Linked DNA regions of Mus musculus: regions 1, 2 and 3 are each linked to region 4. The links are chromatin contacts, called in public HiChIP or PLAC-seq maps. All regions are on one chromosome and are shown on one strand. Each heading gives the region's core, a stretch centred on a gene start, on an enhancer-like site or on the middle of the called end of the contact. The rest is flanking DNA. Distances are from core to core; before and after follow the strand shown.

Region 1 (3,521 bases), core at 116-2,615, 170 kb after region 4:
GGCTGGCCTTGAACTCATAGAGATCCTCCTGCCCCTGCCTCCCACGTGCTGGGACGAAAGGAGTGCACCACTACCACCCAGACCCATTTTTTTTTAATTTCTTTGTTAACACTGATGCTCTAGACATATGGTCAGCATTGTAAGTTCCCCCACAATTCCAAAATCCTGCCACATTCCTGGAATATTTGAACATACGTACAGGTGACCATCCAGCACAGTAGCCAGCTTTTCTTTCTTTGGCCTTTCCGAGGCTCAGAAGAGAGTTAGTTGTCATTTGTGGATGCCTGTCAGCAGCTATGAGTCCTGCCAGCACGTTTGCTCCCAAAGATCACCAGGACTAGCATGCCTTTCTCTCTTCCCATTTAGTGACTGCCAAGCTTTAACAAAGTGAGCTGAAACCTACTTCTCTTACTGAATTCTGACTTAGTAGGCTTGGGTGGAACTGGAGAGCATCTGCCTAGGGTTTGTTGTTTGTTTTGTTTTGTTTTGTTTTGACATTTTCTTTTGTGTGTAGAGTGTTTTGCCTTGAGTTTTTCCTTTGGGAGAGCATCCTTTGAGAACTCCTGGCCTAATGTATGAGCCTGATATTTTCCAAAGTCATCTTCATGTAAGATTTACATGGGCAGCTTCAAAAGTGCCTGTGCCTATGTCCTGCTCCCACAAGTATCTATCCTCTTGTCAGCCTTCCCTGAAGGTAAGTAAGATCTGCTTATAAATACTTACCCTCATGTGTGACTGGAGAACACTGTGCAGCCTTCATATCCTATGAATCATTCTATTAATACTTATTTATCTGTTTTTTAAAAAGGAATCCTTCGCTTCCTGTTGCCTCCATTTCTGGCCTGTCTCTAGCCTTCATTCACAATTCCAAAACATCCTCATTCTATTTCTCCTCCTTAAACTCTCCGGATGACATCACGTCCTATCTCATGACAGAGCGTAGATTTCATCCGTCACGACACATCCCTGTATTTCATTCCAGCCAAGCAAAAGTAATTATCTCTAGCAGCTGATCTTCCTTTCCCTTCATCCCTTCATCTCAGAGTGATCTGCATCCCTCCTCCGTGCAAAGTCAAGATCCTCTCTTCATATCACTGCAAGTTACACTGACCATGATCGGTCCACACTCTTGTCCAGCATCTCTGTACTCTGCTGTCTTCTACTTCACTAACCGCCCCCTCTTCTCCTTCTTCTCTTGCTTACCCACCATCCAGCATCTATGTGTCAGTTGTGGTTATCTTCTTTTGTCTACCAGTGGATGACTCAAAAGCGGTAAATCCTCCCAGGTGCCTCTTGGATTTGGTATTCAGAATGAAGCCTTCGCCCTACCCCACCCCCTGCATGTGCCTTACCACATGGAAAGGGACTCTGCACACTCCACGTCACAACTCTATTTCTAGACCCTGACTTTCTCGGTGTGCTCAGCACCAGAGAGAAAGCTGCTCAGAAGCATAAGGCAAGGATGCGTCTGCTCCTAACGTGTGTGCTGCTCAACAAGAGGCAGGTGTGTTTCTTCCATCAGCAAATGAGAGTGTGGCAATCAAGAAGCATTTTGGGAGACCATTTGTTCAGGGATGTGAGGGTCTCCTGTTCACATAGTGACGACTCCAGCAGAAGCAGGAAAAACACAAGGCAAAACACTCTACACACAAAAGAAAATGTCAAAAACACAAACGGGAAACAGCACAGGAAGGAAAATCAAAAGGCAGGCAGAAGAGCATCTGTGTGGCTTTGTTTGCTCAACTAACACCATTCAGCTAAGCCTTGTTTAGGAAGTGTGCCTGCACAACACAGCGGCCCAGGTGCTGGATTTAGTATCCTGTGCTAAGTGGTAGGAGGTGGATTTCTTCTACAGTAGCTCTGAGGACCTTTATGACAGGGTGCTACTTCTGATTTTACTCAAAGTACAAAGTAGGTCAGATAGGGTGATGGGAAAAGCTTTAGCACAAATTTTCCTCATAAAATATATTTAGTGTAACAATATTGCATTGATTTAGTACACATGTGTAGTTTAATATGAAATATTGTATAAGATTTGTTTTGATATAATATAAAGATATTGATATCAAACATGTAATAGACAAATAATTGAATCTTATTAAAGTTAAATTTTTTTCATGCTTTAAAAAACATTATTAAGCCAGGCTTAGTGAGTCAGGATTATAATTCTAAGTACTTTGGTAGCTGAGGCAGGAGAATTCCAAGGTTAAGGGCAGCTTGGGTTACAGAATGAGTCCAGGGTCAATTTGTGAAACTTAATGAGATCCTGTCTGTCTTAGTCAGGGTTTCTATTCCTGCACAAACATCATGACCAAGAAGCAAGTTGGATTTATTTCCCATTCTCTGATACGCATATGTGTTACCAATGAGTCCAAAGTGGTTGCTACTTCCTGCTCACTTCCATGCTGCTGTTCATCACCAAAGGAAGTCAGGACTGGAACTCAAGCAGGTCAGGAAGCAGGAGCTGATGCAGAGGCCATGGAGGGATGTTCTTTACTAGTTTGCCTCACCTGGCTTGCTCAGCCTGCTCTCTTATAGAACCCTGACTAATACACTGTCTTAAAATAAAAAGTTAAAAGTAGGACTGGAGAGATGGCTCAGTGGTTAAGAGCACTGACTGCTCTTCCAGAGGTCCTGAGTTCAATTCCCAGCAATCACATGGTGGCTCACAACCATCTGTAATGAATCCGATGCCCTCTTCTAGTGTGTCTGAAGATAGTGACAGTGAATTCACACACATTAAATAATTACTTAAAAAAAAAAGTTTAAAGTAATCTGAGGTCTAAATCATTGGTGAAATACTTGCCTAAGATGAGACACCTGGTTCAATCTGTGATATCACAGAAAGCAATAAGAGAATAAAAAGATGAGGTACAGACCAAGAGAAATAATTTACAAATCATACATATGACAGAGAATCTATAACCAGAATGTACATAAAAATTCTTACAAATGAATAATAACCGATCCAATTTTTAAATTACATTTTTGATTCTTAATAATGCCACATATGTATGTCAATGAAACATGATCATAATGAACTTCTATTTCCTCTTCAAACACTCCTTAAAGCCTTTGACTCCACCCAACTTCATGTCTGTTGGGAAAAAAAATTTAGAGACTTCACCAAAGAAGATACAAAAACAAAGATTAGACTATGAAAAGATGTTCATTATAGTTGATCATGGGCACAATGCACAGTAAAACCCCAATGAGACACTATGACAGACAAGCAGAATGCCACTGATCAAAAAGACAGACAATATCACATGTTGACAAGGATGAGTTTAAATGGGAACCTCCTTGGACTGACAGTAGAAAAGTAAAGTGATATAGATTCAGTTTAGCAGTCCCTGAAAGCTAAGCAGAAACACCGTAAGCTCCAGCAATGCCACTCTTGTCAGCTGTCCCCAAAGAAAACAAAACATAGTCATACGAGCATGCGTGTGAACTCCATGAGAGTACGCTGCAGGAAAATTCAAACAAAAACTTCCCAAGCCGAGATTAGGAATACAAGAAAC
Region 2 (3,543 bases), core at 693-3,192, 150 kb after region 4:
ATTAACATTATTCTTCCCCTCTCTCAGCCCTGAAGACCTTCCTTAAGACTTAGAGAAAGGAATATGTTGATTAAAAGTACCTGAAATAGTTCAGCTTATTATAACTTAATTGGATTGTTGATCTCTTCCTTTCCATAATGATTCCAGTGGGTCTTTAGCAGCCGTGTCACAGCCTGTGACCTTTGTGACAACAAGATTACTGAGTTTTCCAGAGGAGGAGACCTCCTTTTCTTCCTTTAATTCTCCTAAGTGGTTATCCTTTGTGAAAACAGGTCAAGCACAGGGCATCCCTTTAGCAGCATAAGCCAAATCACCTTGGTGTTCAATAACGTTGTGTCTGTGCAGATTCTGGCAGTACCGCAGAGAAGCCACGCCCAGCTTGTCCATGTCCAGCCCCTCAGCATTTGTGCCTCTGCTATGCAGAGCCCTGCAGCTGCTACAGATGAAATTCTGCCTGCCAATCACAGATTCAATCATTGGTGGGCACAGCTTGGACACAATGAGATGTTCTAGTCTCCTGAGAAAGTCTGTGCCCTCTCCTTTTACAAAAATAACACATTAAAATTGGGTTTTCAGAAAACGTATTTCAAGACACCCACTTTGAATTAAAAGATTCTAATTGTACCTTTCTTTCATGGATCTCTATGTCTAGACTAGATATTATCAGCCCAGCCATCTAGATCTGAATAAGCTCTCTGTGTTCAGGCTCTGAAAGGATTTTTCCAAAATCTTCCTTTCATTATGGTTTAGAAATAAGCATGACATCACAGTTGTCATCTAGGTTAGACAAGAAGGAGGCTTTTAAGACAATAGGAAAATAATGCACAGTGGGCTATGCACATCCTTAAAAGGAGTGTTCAGAAGCCCATCATGTTTTAATTGGTGGGGTTGCCAACATAACTCTGTGTGAACAGTTAACTCATATTAAAGGTTATACTAATTTTGTAAACAATTTATTCTTTCTTGATAGCATTTTCATTTTCTCCAGGCTGTCATTAAGATCTCACTTGGGCAATTGGAAGCTGAGGCACGAGAACTGAGAGTCTGGGGCTAGCCTGGGCTAATGTAGCAAGACTCCACCTAAAACAGAATAGACCCTCAGCTGTCATTGCACAGCCCTGAAGTCCACTTTTCCATAGGCTCCATGCCTACCTCTACACGCGCATGTCTGGTTTTCATTAGAACTTACTGATTCCTATAGAGGGCGTTTCTCGTCAGCTTCTCTTCCCTCCCTACTTCATTTCTTTCCCATGCCTTACTGTTTCGTTGTTAGCTTTTAATAGTTGTGCTGAACTGTCATTGCGGACTCTGTAAAATAGTCTACTCCATCACCTACAGAAGGGTGGCCTGCCCCTCAGCCTCCTCATTCTTGCCTGAAAAATGCTCAGTCCAATACTGCCTCCCTCAGAGGACCACATGAACAGAGGTGGAACAGTACCAGGCTTGCCCTCCTGGTCGAATTTCTACTGACCACTGGGTTTCCCACCTTGGCCAAATATCAGAATGACCTAGAGAGAGAAATCTTACAAGACAGACTCCTGGGTATCTCTCCAGTAGTTTCTGGGCAACTTTGCATTAATTATTCATGTGGAGGAGGCTTTTCCTCTAGTGCTGACCTTGTGTAGATCTTCATATAGAGCTACCCATGCATGTTCCAATAGCAAAGAAAGTATTTTCCCAATCCTCGGTGTGTATATCTGTAACATTTTCTCTTGGGACAGATGCAGATGTTCATACTGAACCCTGGTTTCTGTGGTTCGAGATAAGAGATGATGTCATGGGACTTAATACGTGTGGTTAGCTAGTATAGCTGGCTTTAAGGCTTAGAATGCTGTTGGGTAGAAGAGAAGGAGATATTTTTTCTATATAACATAACTAAAGAGTATTGAAGAATGAAGCAAAGCTGTCTTGTGGCATGTGATGTGAGAGATGTCATTTACAGTCCTTGGAAAGCTTGGGGCACTGTTCTGGTTGTTTGTAGGACAGACCAATCAAGGTAGCTTTCATTTCTCTTTACCCACTGTCACCTCTAAATGTCTAAGATCGTGAGATGAGGGACGGCACAGGTAGCAAAATGAAGAAGCTAAACTTAAAGTGTAGAGGGTTTCAGGAGGGTGGGGCCCAGTGGGAGGGGCATCTACAGGGAAGAGAGCACCCTCAGAAATCTCGGAGCTGAAAAACTTAGGCTGCACCCAAAGATCAGAGTTCAGCCTGTACCCAACTAAGAGGATGCCAGCCAAAAAGGCTGAAGATCCTGCTTCTGAGTTTCTGTTGAATTTGGATTCTGTAGAGAAGCATCCATAGAGGTCCTGGGAGACACCAGAAAGATACATGGAGCACAGATAGAAACAAGGTTTCTTCACAAAAAGGATCATAGTAGTTTGAATGAGAATGAGCCCCTTAGCCATTCATAATATATTTGGTCCCCCGTTGTTGGAACTTACTTTTTTATATAAAATTTACTGTTTGGTACGAATTAGGAGGTGGGCAGGTTGGGGGAAGGGTGTCACTGCAGGTGGTCTTTGAGGTTTCAAAAGCCAATGCTATTTCCCGTTAGCTCCACCCCTCTCTTCCTCCCCTCTCGCCACCATGCTTCCTGCTTATTGATCATAGGGAAGCTCTTACCTACAGCTCCAGTGCCATGCCTGCCTGCCTGCCACCACGGTCCCCACCATGATGGCTGTGGACTCACCCTCTGAAACTGTAAGCAAGCTCCCAATTTAAATGCTTTTTTTCATAAGTTGCCTCTTCACAGCAATAGAAGAATTAGAAGTCAAGGATGAAAATTGTTTTTGAGTAAAGCAGAAAACAAACTGTAGTGTGTGCCTAAACTGAAGCAAAGGCTTTCAGGTTGCCATCTCTTGTGGAAACACACAGCTCTTGCTGAAGCTGCCTGGGTAGAATTCTGATTTCAAAAGACAAGAGGAACTCACCTTTGCCAAAACAATATTCTAATGTTTCTAATGGTTGCACAGCAACTACTTAAGCAAAGAGCGAGTCTGCCAGAGTACCCAGCCCCTGACTAACGTTCCAGGTCTGCTAGAGCACTGCTCCTAGAACGGAAGAAAGCAACCCAAGTGTGAAGTTAGACATGGATCTGTACACATGCTGACTCTACGTTTGCATTATGGAATGAGCAATAAGAATGCCAGCGTAGCCAGGGGTGGTGGCGCAAACCTTTAATCCCAGCACTCAGTAGGCAGAGGTGTCAGGTCTTTGTGAGTTTGTGGCCAACCTGATCTACAAAGTGAGTTCCAGGACAGCCAGGGCTATTACACAGAGAAACCCTCTCTTGAAAAACAAAATAAATATAAATATAAATAAAGAAATATAAATAAGTAAAGAAGTAAGGGATGCCACTCTGGTGGAGGGGATGCAGGGAGCCAGCTCCAAGGGTCAGAGCCAGGGAGAGCTGGTTCATCTGCCATGAGGTAGAGAGGGCTCAAGGGTGATGCTCTCCCTTGCCCCTCCCACTTGCCACCGGCAGTAGTCCGTAGGAATTGCTGGCCCTGCCTCTCACCAGCTGTAGCACTAAGGAGAAAG
Region 3 (3,310 bases), core at 232-2,731, 210 kb after region 4:
GACTGTCACAGTCTGTGGCTGCCGAGGTTTCTTTTCCTGTTGCGTTTCTTCATCATTGCTCTTTCTTAAAAATGGGCAGGGACTGGATTTAATTCACTCATTAATGCATTAAGTCAGATAATTAAGTTGGGGCAGAATAGCTATTAAGCTTCCATAATTCATCTGGAAGTTTCATAATGAGCCCTCCTGCCATTATTTTTTTTAATTTATATATTTATTTTGCAACATAAAACATGCCAAGTGGAGTCTGAGGGATGAAAATGATATGCAGAGTTTGTGCCTAAAATTCTGAAATGAAGTTACTCTGTGTATCATCACTCTTTCATTCAAGCAATCAGCTTGAAGTACTGAGCATGCGTATAGAATCCTGGAGCAAAGGGGACATAGGAATGGAGAACATATTTACTAGCTATTGTGTGACACTATTCCTAGGGAGACATCCGCTCACCTCAGATACAGAAGTGATGACAGGCTGTAAGGAGATTATCAAAGTCCAATTTGGTGAACCAATGAGTTTTTTTTGTGGGGGGGGATACTTACAAGAATATGAGTGATGGGTTATTTTTAGAAGCAGAAATGACTCAAAGACAGCAGCATCAACAAAAGCCCATCCCAGCATGGGTCATGTAAGCTGGAAACCTGGAGCACACTGCCAAGCCTGAAGTCAGCTCTATGGGTTGGAGTGTTTTTCTAGGTAATTAAGTTGGTCTGTGAGGCTCTTTCAAGTGACTCAGCCCATCTAAGAGTCTCTTAGCAGTCCCATGCTTATATATGCTTGCGAAAAGAGGAGCCCAGCAAGTCTGGTCGTTTGTAGGGACTTCCTGAGGCTATTGTGTTGTTTAGTCCTCAAGCTACAGGGTGAGGTATTTCACCTTCCCTTAGAGCACCTTGTTATTTTACCTCCATTTTAACATCTTGCATCCTGAAGAGCTTCTCTCCAAGGTTTTGACATTAGAGGAATCTGCTATACAACACAAGCAATGCTAAGAGTCATCTAAACAATAGCAGACTCTTTTTTTTTAAGTATTACTGTGTGTACATGATATGATATATGGGTGACTGTATGATATGTATGTGGGTGCACATGCCACGATGAGCATGGGGAGAACTGTGGAGCCAGAGCCTTCATGTGTGTTCCAGGGCTTTAGCTCAGCTGGTCCAGTTTGCATCATCAGCTACAAACACCTTTCCTTCTAGGCCAGCTCCCCAGCCCCAGTATCCAATTTCTGGTAATCCCTGTCTCCAGTAGCTTACAATGAGGAGAGGAGATGATCTGCACAGAGACAAGTGTAAGTCTAAATTTAAAACCTAAGACAGTGTAGCAATGTTAAGAAAGACAATGGGGCTTAAGGCAAGTGTGGATTGTAAATGTGAACGCATATTGTCACTAAAGCCCTTCTTCTAAAACAGGCTTCTGGCCTGCTCAGCCTGGAAGGCTATGTTCATAGGGGCTCTCTGCCTTGAGGAAGGTTTCTATGGCAACAGGAGCTGCTTCCACTGTATACCAGCTGTGCAAACCTGATAGCTGCTTGGCTCCTGCATGCACTGTATTTCTTCATCTGTAAAATGGCCACGAGTTACAACCATTTCCTAGAGTAGCTAAAATGTTTGAATGAAGATAAGGTATTTAAGCCATCAGCACCTTGTATGCATGCAGATGTGACAATATTATGGTCTTCATGAACAGAGGAAAATAGGTGAGCTCCCAGGTCTGCAGCCAAGCATGGTCCAAGCCGCCTGCTATAGGACAAGAGGAATCAGCACGGGTTGTCAGCCCCCACTCTCCACCAGGAGCATGTGGGACACAAAGAGAAACAAATAGGGACAGGATACAATGTAGCCAGCTTCTTTTGTCCCTGTTGTCATTGTTCAAGAGGACCCAGGAGAGTTTCCTTTGTCCTGCCTTCTAATTGCTCTCTATTCAAATGTGTTGAGGTGCTGGGCACAGGCACTGAGGCCAGGCTTCAACCTTCTTGAATGAGAATTAAAGGAATTAAAGGAAAAATTCTTTAATCAGTGAGTTGCTATTGCCTAAAGAAACCCAGTGCTGATCAGAAATATTTCATGGTTTATATAGGGTTAGGCATTGGCATAATTTTGTGGCCATATTAGGGTGATTTTTTTTATCCCCATCCCAAAGGATACATTTCTCAAGACTAAGCAAGTTTTACAGAAGCTGATATCTGCAGTTTTATCCCTAAACATTAGGCAGAGCTCAGGGAACCCTAGCAGACAAGGAGGGATTGAGGACACCAGGAGAACATGGCCCACATGATCAACTAAGCAGGGCTCATAAGGGCTCACAGAGACTGTAGTAGCAACCATAGATTCTACATAGGTGTGCACTAAGTCCTCTGGGTATATGTTATGGTTGTATAACTCAGAGGTTTTGTTGGGAGTGTTGGCTGTCTCTGCCTCCTTTGCCTGCTTTTCAGACCCCTTTCTTCCTTCTGGGCTGCCTTGTCCAGCCTTGATGTGAGGGTTTGCATCTAATCCTATTGCAGCTTGTTATGCCATGTTGATATCCCTGAGGGCCCTGCTCTTTTTTTGAAGGGAAACGGAAGATCCTGGATTCCACCGATCTGGGATAGAGAAGAGGTTTTGGGGGAAACTGGGAAGGGTAGAGGGAGGGAGATAGTAGTCGAGATGTGTTATATGAGAGAAACAAACAAACAAACAACAACAATAATAATAAACAATGACAGTTTTATCTTTAGCAAACAGAACTTGGGGTCTGAGTAGATGCTGGTGAGAGAGGAGCAGATGTGACCCTTTCCAGAAACAGAGAAGGGGACAAGCAGTTTGCAAAGGCTGCAATCAGCAGCTCAGCATTCGTCGTTCTGTTGTCTCAGCTCACAGGAAGACGTCTGTCTTCTGTTTCCTTATTCCTATGTAACCTAATATTTCCTAAGGAATCTCAAACATATCTAACTAATGTGAAAGCTTGCTGTTTTCCTTGTCTCCTTCATAGGCAGAGACTGGCAGGGTCTTCTGCTTATTTCTCTGTACACTACATGATCTTAGACGCCATGGACCCTAGGGGCACTCTCTTTCAATGACTGTTTTGTGAAAAATCCTGACATAACCCATACCACATGGCTTGCTTTTTTAGATGTTTTGCAACTCTGACCGACCCCACGAGCATAAAAGCTGGACCTAACCTGCTTTGTGTGCTGACCGCAGTGTTTTGCCTACAGCAGTCTGTGGTCAGTACCGTCAAATTTGGGAAAGGTGATTTTCTAGGGTCAGCGATAAGCTTGCTGTTTAGAAGATAGCCCTTCAACACTAAATAGTGGAAATCTTTCATGTT
Region 4 (3,351 bases), core at 756-3,255:
CACTCAGTCACGTAGTGTAACACCGGGAGTTCTTCTCCACACTAATGAGGCATCTAGACAGACTTAAGCCTTCAGCTAATGAGCTTCCCTTCCTGGGTATCCCTCCACCAAGGGCATTTAATCCCTGGTTCACCCTGTATAAAGTATTCACATCCACCATAAAAATAAAGCAATAAGAACAAGGAAGGATCATCTCAGAGAACTGCTTCATTATGGATCGCTGTGGGGAAGGCCTTTGACTAAAGAGCCATGCCTAAGACTCCCGAGGAAGGCTCTCTTCCCTCTAGGCCCTCACTCCCAATCAGGCCGTATTTTGCTCATCCCCCATCCGCCTGTCGGCGGGCTCCTTGAGGGAAGGTAGATGGTGAACTCCTGTTTTTGTTAATTGAGGCTTCCTTACTTTGTTTGTTTGTTTGTTTGTTTGGGGTTTTTTTTGTTTTGTTTTGTTTTGTTTTGTTTTGAGACAGGGTTTCTCTGTGTAGCCCTGGCTGTCCTGGAACTCACTCTGTAGACCAGGCTGGCCTCGAACTCAGAAATCCGCCTGCCTCTGCCTCCTGAGTGCTGGGATTAAAGGCGTGCGCCACCACGCCGGGCTTCCTTGCTTTTTATGGTATGTTTTGGAGAGGAAGCCAGGCCTCAGGTACTCTACCCCTCGGAGCTACAGCCCAATTATTTTTACCCTCACTTTATTTGCATATTTAACTAATATTACTAATTTGTATAGCTGAAAATTCCTATATTCACTTTTTTTTTTTTTTTAGTTTTGTTTTCTTTGTTTTTGAGACGGTTTCACTATGTATCTCTAGCTGGCCCATAGCTCTATACGTAGATCAGGCTGGCCTTGAACTTACAGAGAGTTGCCCACCTCTATCTCCCAAGTGTTTGGACTTAAAAGCATGCACCACCATACCTAGCTATGTTTACATTTTATCTACATGAATACTTAATATGTTTGTTTAATTTTCTCTCTTTTATTTACACCTACTGTACCTATATACCAAATAATAGTCTCAACATTCTGATTTTTATGCAGCTAATACTTTGCACAGAATCTGAAGATACATGCACAGCTGACATAAGATTCAGCTGTGTAACAACAGCTCTCAATCCTTTTGGCAACCCTCTAGCTCCAAAAAATATTTACATTATAGTTTGTAACAGTAGCAAAATTATAGTTATGGAGTAGCAGAGAAAATAACTTTATGGTACGAGATCATCACATTATGCAGAGCTGTATTAAAGAGTTGCATCATTGGGAAGGTTTAGAACCACTGGAGCTGGGCATGGTGGCCCATGCCTTTAATCCTGGCACTCAGGAGGCAGAGATAGGCAGATTTCTGAGTTCCAGGCCAGCCTGGTCTACAAAGTGAATTCCAGGACAGCCAGGGCTATACAGAGAAACCCTGTCTCGAAAAAACGAAACAAAAACAACGACAAAAACAAACAAACAAAAAAAAAATCCCAACCTCAAACAAAGAACAAAACAGCAAAAATAATTTTAGCCGGGCATGGTGGCGCACACCTTTAATCCCAGCACTTGGGAGGCAGAGCCAGGCGGATTTCTGAGTTGGAGGCCAGCCTGATCTACAAAGTGAGTTCCAGGACAGCCAGGGCTACACAGAGAAACCCTGTCTCGAAAAAACAAACAAAAGAAAAAACAAAAACAAAAAACAAAAAAAGGAAAGAGAGAGAGAGAGAGAGAGAGAGAGAGAGAGAGAGAGAGAGAGAGAGCCACTGGACAATGGTGTGAACCTTGTCCTTTGCAGGTGTCAGAAATCCATGGCACCTGGAACAGATGCCTCAGAACTGCCAGAAACCCATCAGACCACACATTTTCAAGCTGGATATAGTGATGTACCTCTGTAATCCCAGCACGCAGGAGGCTGAGGCAGGAGGATTGTAAGTTTAAGGTCAGCTTTGAGCAGCAAAACCCTGCCTGAAAAAATGAAGTGAAGAAGTACCCACTCCCCAGCCTCCACCACGCCTCAGACTTGTTAAATGAAACCTGGGCCACAGGCCTGAGAATGGCTACCACAAGCTGAGTGAGCTTCCCATTGAAATGACTAAGGTAACACTACCTGATTCCGTTGTGTGTGTGCTTAGACGGTTCTCAGCCCTTCCCACAAAGGCCACGTATCCCTTGGCAACACGTTTGAGATCTCCATGGCCTTGACTACGGTCCAGATGTGCTGAACAGAGTAATTGGCGAGTTATGTCTAAAATACCTATTAAGCTCTGCCAGGAGTGAATGTTTCAAGTTTACTCTGACGCTCATATAAATGTATCTGTGTGGTTTTGCCTTAAAAGCTCTGTATCCCTGAGCTCAGGCACCAAGAGACATTTTGAAGGGCTCAAGCCCCTCTTTGGTCTGGTTATTAATAAAAGGACTTAAAATTATTGTCTAAATCAGTATGGTTGTCAGTAAGTATCTCATGTGGATCATAAAATTGGAAGCCACACGAGATTTCCCACCCTCTGCTCCATGAGACTCAACCTCGCTCCTGGCCTTCCTCGTGCAGGAGGGGCTGCAGGGGAGGCTCCTTCGCTGAGCATTCCAGGACCCCACACCTCTCATTGAGTCCGGAGAGGTCCGGAGTTACTGCTGTGTTCCCAGCAAGGAATCCTTCTGTCACTGGTAGGAGGTGACTCTGTAGACTGAATTATGGGTGGTGAGCATGTGCCCCCATGGAAGCCTTCTGGATAAGAGAGATAGGCCCCGAAAAGGGGGTCTCTTCTGGGTAAGATGGATGGATATTTAAGGCCCTCATCCTGTTTTAGGAAGACAATATTCGACAGGAAACTCTTTCCTAGTCCCCCTTCTACACTAAATTGGAACGTAAAGAGTGGGGACTCTGAATCCTGGTTCAGTCTCTCATGTGAGGTCTGGTTTCAGTTTTGCTTGAATGAGTGACTGGCCAACTGTGTGGATTATTGAATGCATGAAAGGCAAGTCTGACCCAGAGAACTGACTGAACGTGTGACAGGCACGTTTGGGGTTTGTTTAATTGATTTCTTGATTTTGCTGTTGGTGTTTTTGTTTTGTCGGATCTGATCTGACCAACTGGTTAAAATTCTGCTGTTTTCCCGTATTCTGCCAACAGGTGGCACCCTCTGCCGATGTTAGCTCCTTGTTTTTTGATTTGTACCCCAGTGCTTCTCTTACCCGGGCCCTACAGTTGGGGGGTCTGTCCCCAGCCCTGGCCTTCTTCATGTGACAATGTCCCCCGGGACCTGGGTAGGCTGGATTCTCTGTGGGCTCTAGCGAGGGTGCGGGACGGAGCCCTTCACTCCTCTTGGCTCTAAGTGGAGCCTGGGCCTGGACAGTGGCCTTCGTGCACCGGTGCAGGGAGG

The links. HiChIP or PLAC-seq counts read pairs in DNA pulled down with a chosen protein or histone mark.
Region 1: an H3K27ac HiChIP or PLAC-seq map of regulatory T cell precursor shows a contact between it and region 4, with 6 times the contacts expected there. The contact joins the enhancer-like site here to the promoter of D14Ertd670e in region 4. A contact is called at or near these places in 1 of 15 datasets of contacts at CTCF or cohesin (pro-B cells), 9 of 484 Hi-C or Micro-C datasets (bone marrow-derived macrophages, embryonic stem cells and erythroblasts), 6 of 115 datasets of contacts at active chromatin or transcription factors (bone marrow-derived macrophages, embryonic basal ganglia, embryonic stem cells and 2 more) and 1 of 9 other capture datasets (embryonic stem cells).
Region 2: a contact with region 4 is called in an H3K27ac HiChIP or PLAC-seq map of CD8 T cells, with 17 times the contacts expected there. The contact joins the enhancer-like site here to the promoter of D14Ertd670e in region 4. A contact is called at or near these places in 17 of 39 promoter capture datasets (the 3T3-L1 cell line, 3T3-L1-derived adipocytes, the C10 cell line and 11 more), 3 of 15 datasets of contacts at CTCF or cohesin (the NIH/3T3 cell line, large pre-B cells and pro-B cells), 35 of 484 Hi-C or Micro-C datasets (the G1E-ER4 cell line, the HL-1 cell line, LSK cells and 16 more), 26 of 115 datasets of contacts at active chromatin or transcription factors (CD8 T cells, T-cell acute lymphoblastic leukemia, bone marrow-derived macrophages and 15 more) and 1 of 9 other capture datasets (embryonic stem cells).
Region 3: an H3K4me3 HiChIP or PLAC-seq map of embryonic basal ganglia shows a contact between it and region 4, with 5 times the contacts expected there. The contact joins the enhancer-like site here to the promoter of D14Ertd670e in region 4. A contact is called at or near these places in 7 of 484 Hi-C or Micro-C datasets (the CH12 cell line, the HPC-7 cell line, adipose-derived mesenchymal stem cells and 4 more), 12 of 115 datasets of contacts at active chromatin or transcription factors (SST interneurons, bone marrow-derived macrophages, craniofacial prominence and 8 more) and 1 of 9 other capture datasets (embryonic stem cells).

Annotation. Positions count from the first base shown.
Region 1 is chr14:20,011,321-20,014,841 of GRCm38.p6, forward strand. No RefSeq gene overlaps it. Among named protein-coding and RNA genes, the nearest start is that of Gng2, 36 kb to the left of the region's middle. Within about 2 kb of position 1,366, at least 31 of the 459 cell types and tissues checked have an H3K27ac peak or open chromatin away from gene starts, as enhancers often do. A contact at or near this core is called in regulatory T cell precursor, where this site is marked.
Region 2 is chr14:19,991,684-19,995,226 of GRCm38.p6, forward strand. No RefSeq gene overlaps it. Among named protein-coding and RNA genes, the nearest start is that of Gng2, 16 kb to the left of the region's middle. Within about 2 kb of position 1,943, at least 33 of the 459 cell types and tissues checked have an H3K27ac peak or open chromatin away from gene starts, as enhancers often do. A contact at or near this core is called in CD8 T cells, the G1E-ER4 cell line, memory CD8 T cells and 1 more, where this site is marked.
Region 3 is chr14:20,046,845-20,050,154 of GRCm38.p6, forward strand. No RefSeq gene overlaps it. Among named protein-coding and RNA genes, the nearest start is that of Saysd1, 35 kb to the right of the region's middle. Within about 2 kb of position 1,482, at least 55 of the 459 cell types and tissues checked have an H3K27ac peak or open chromatin away from gene starts, as enhancers often do. A contact at or near this core is called in SST interneurons, craniofacial prominence, embryonic basal ganglia and 3 more, where this site is marked.
Region 4 is chr14:19,836,920-19,840,270 of GRCm38.p6, forward strand. It overlaps D14Ertd670e (DNA segment, Chr 14, ERATO Doi 670, expressed), which reads left to right and starts at 2,006. Exons shown (of 3, transcript NR_105025.1): 1 at 2,006-2,068.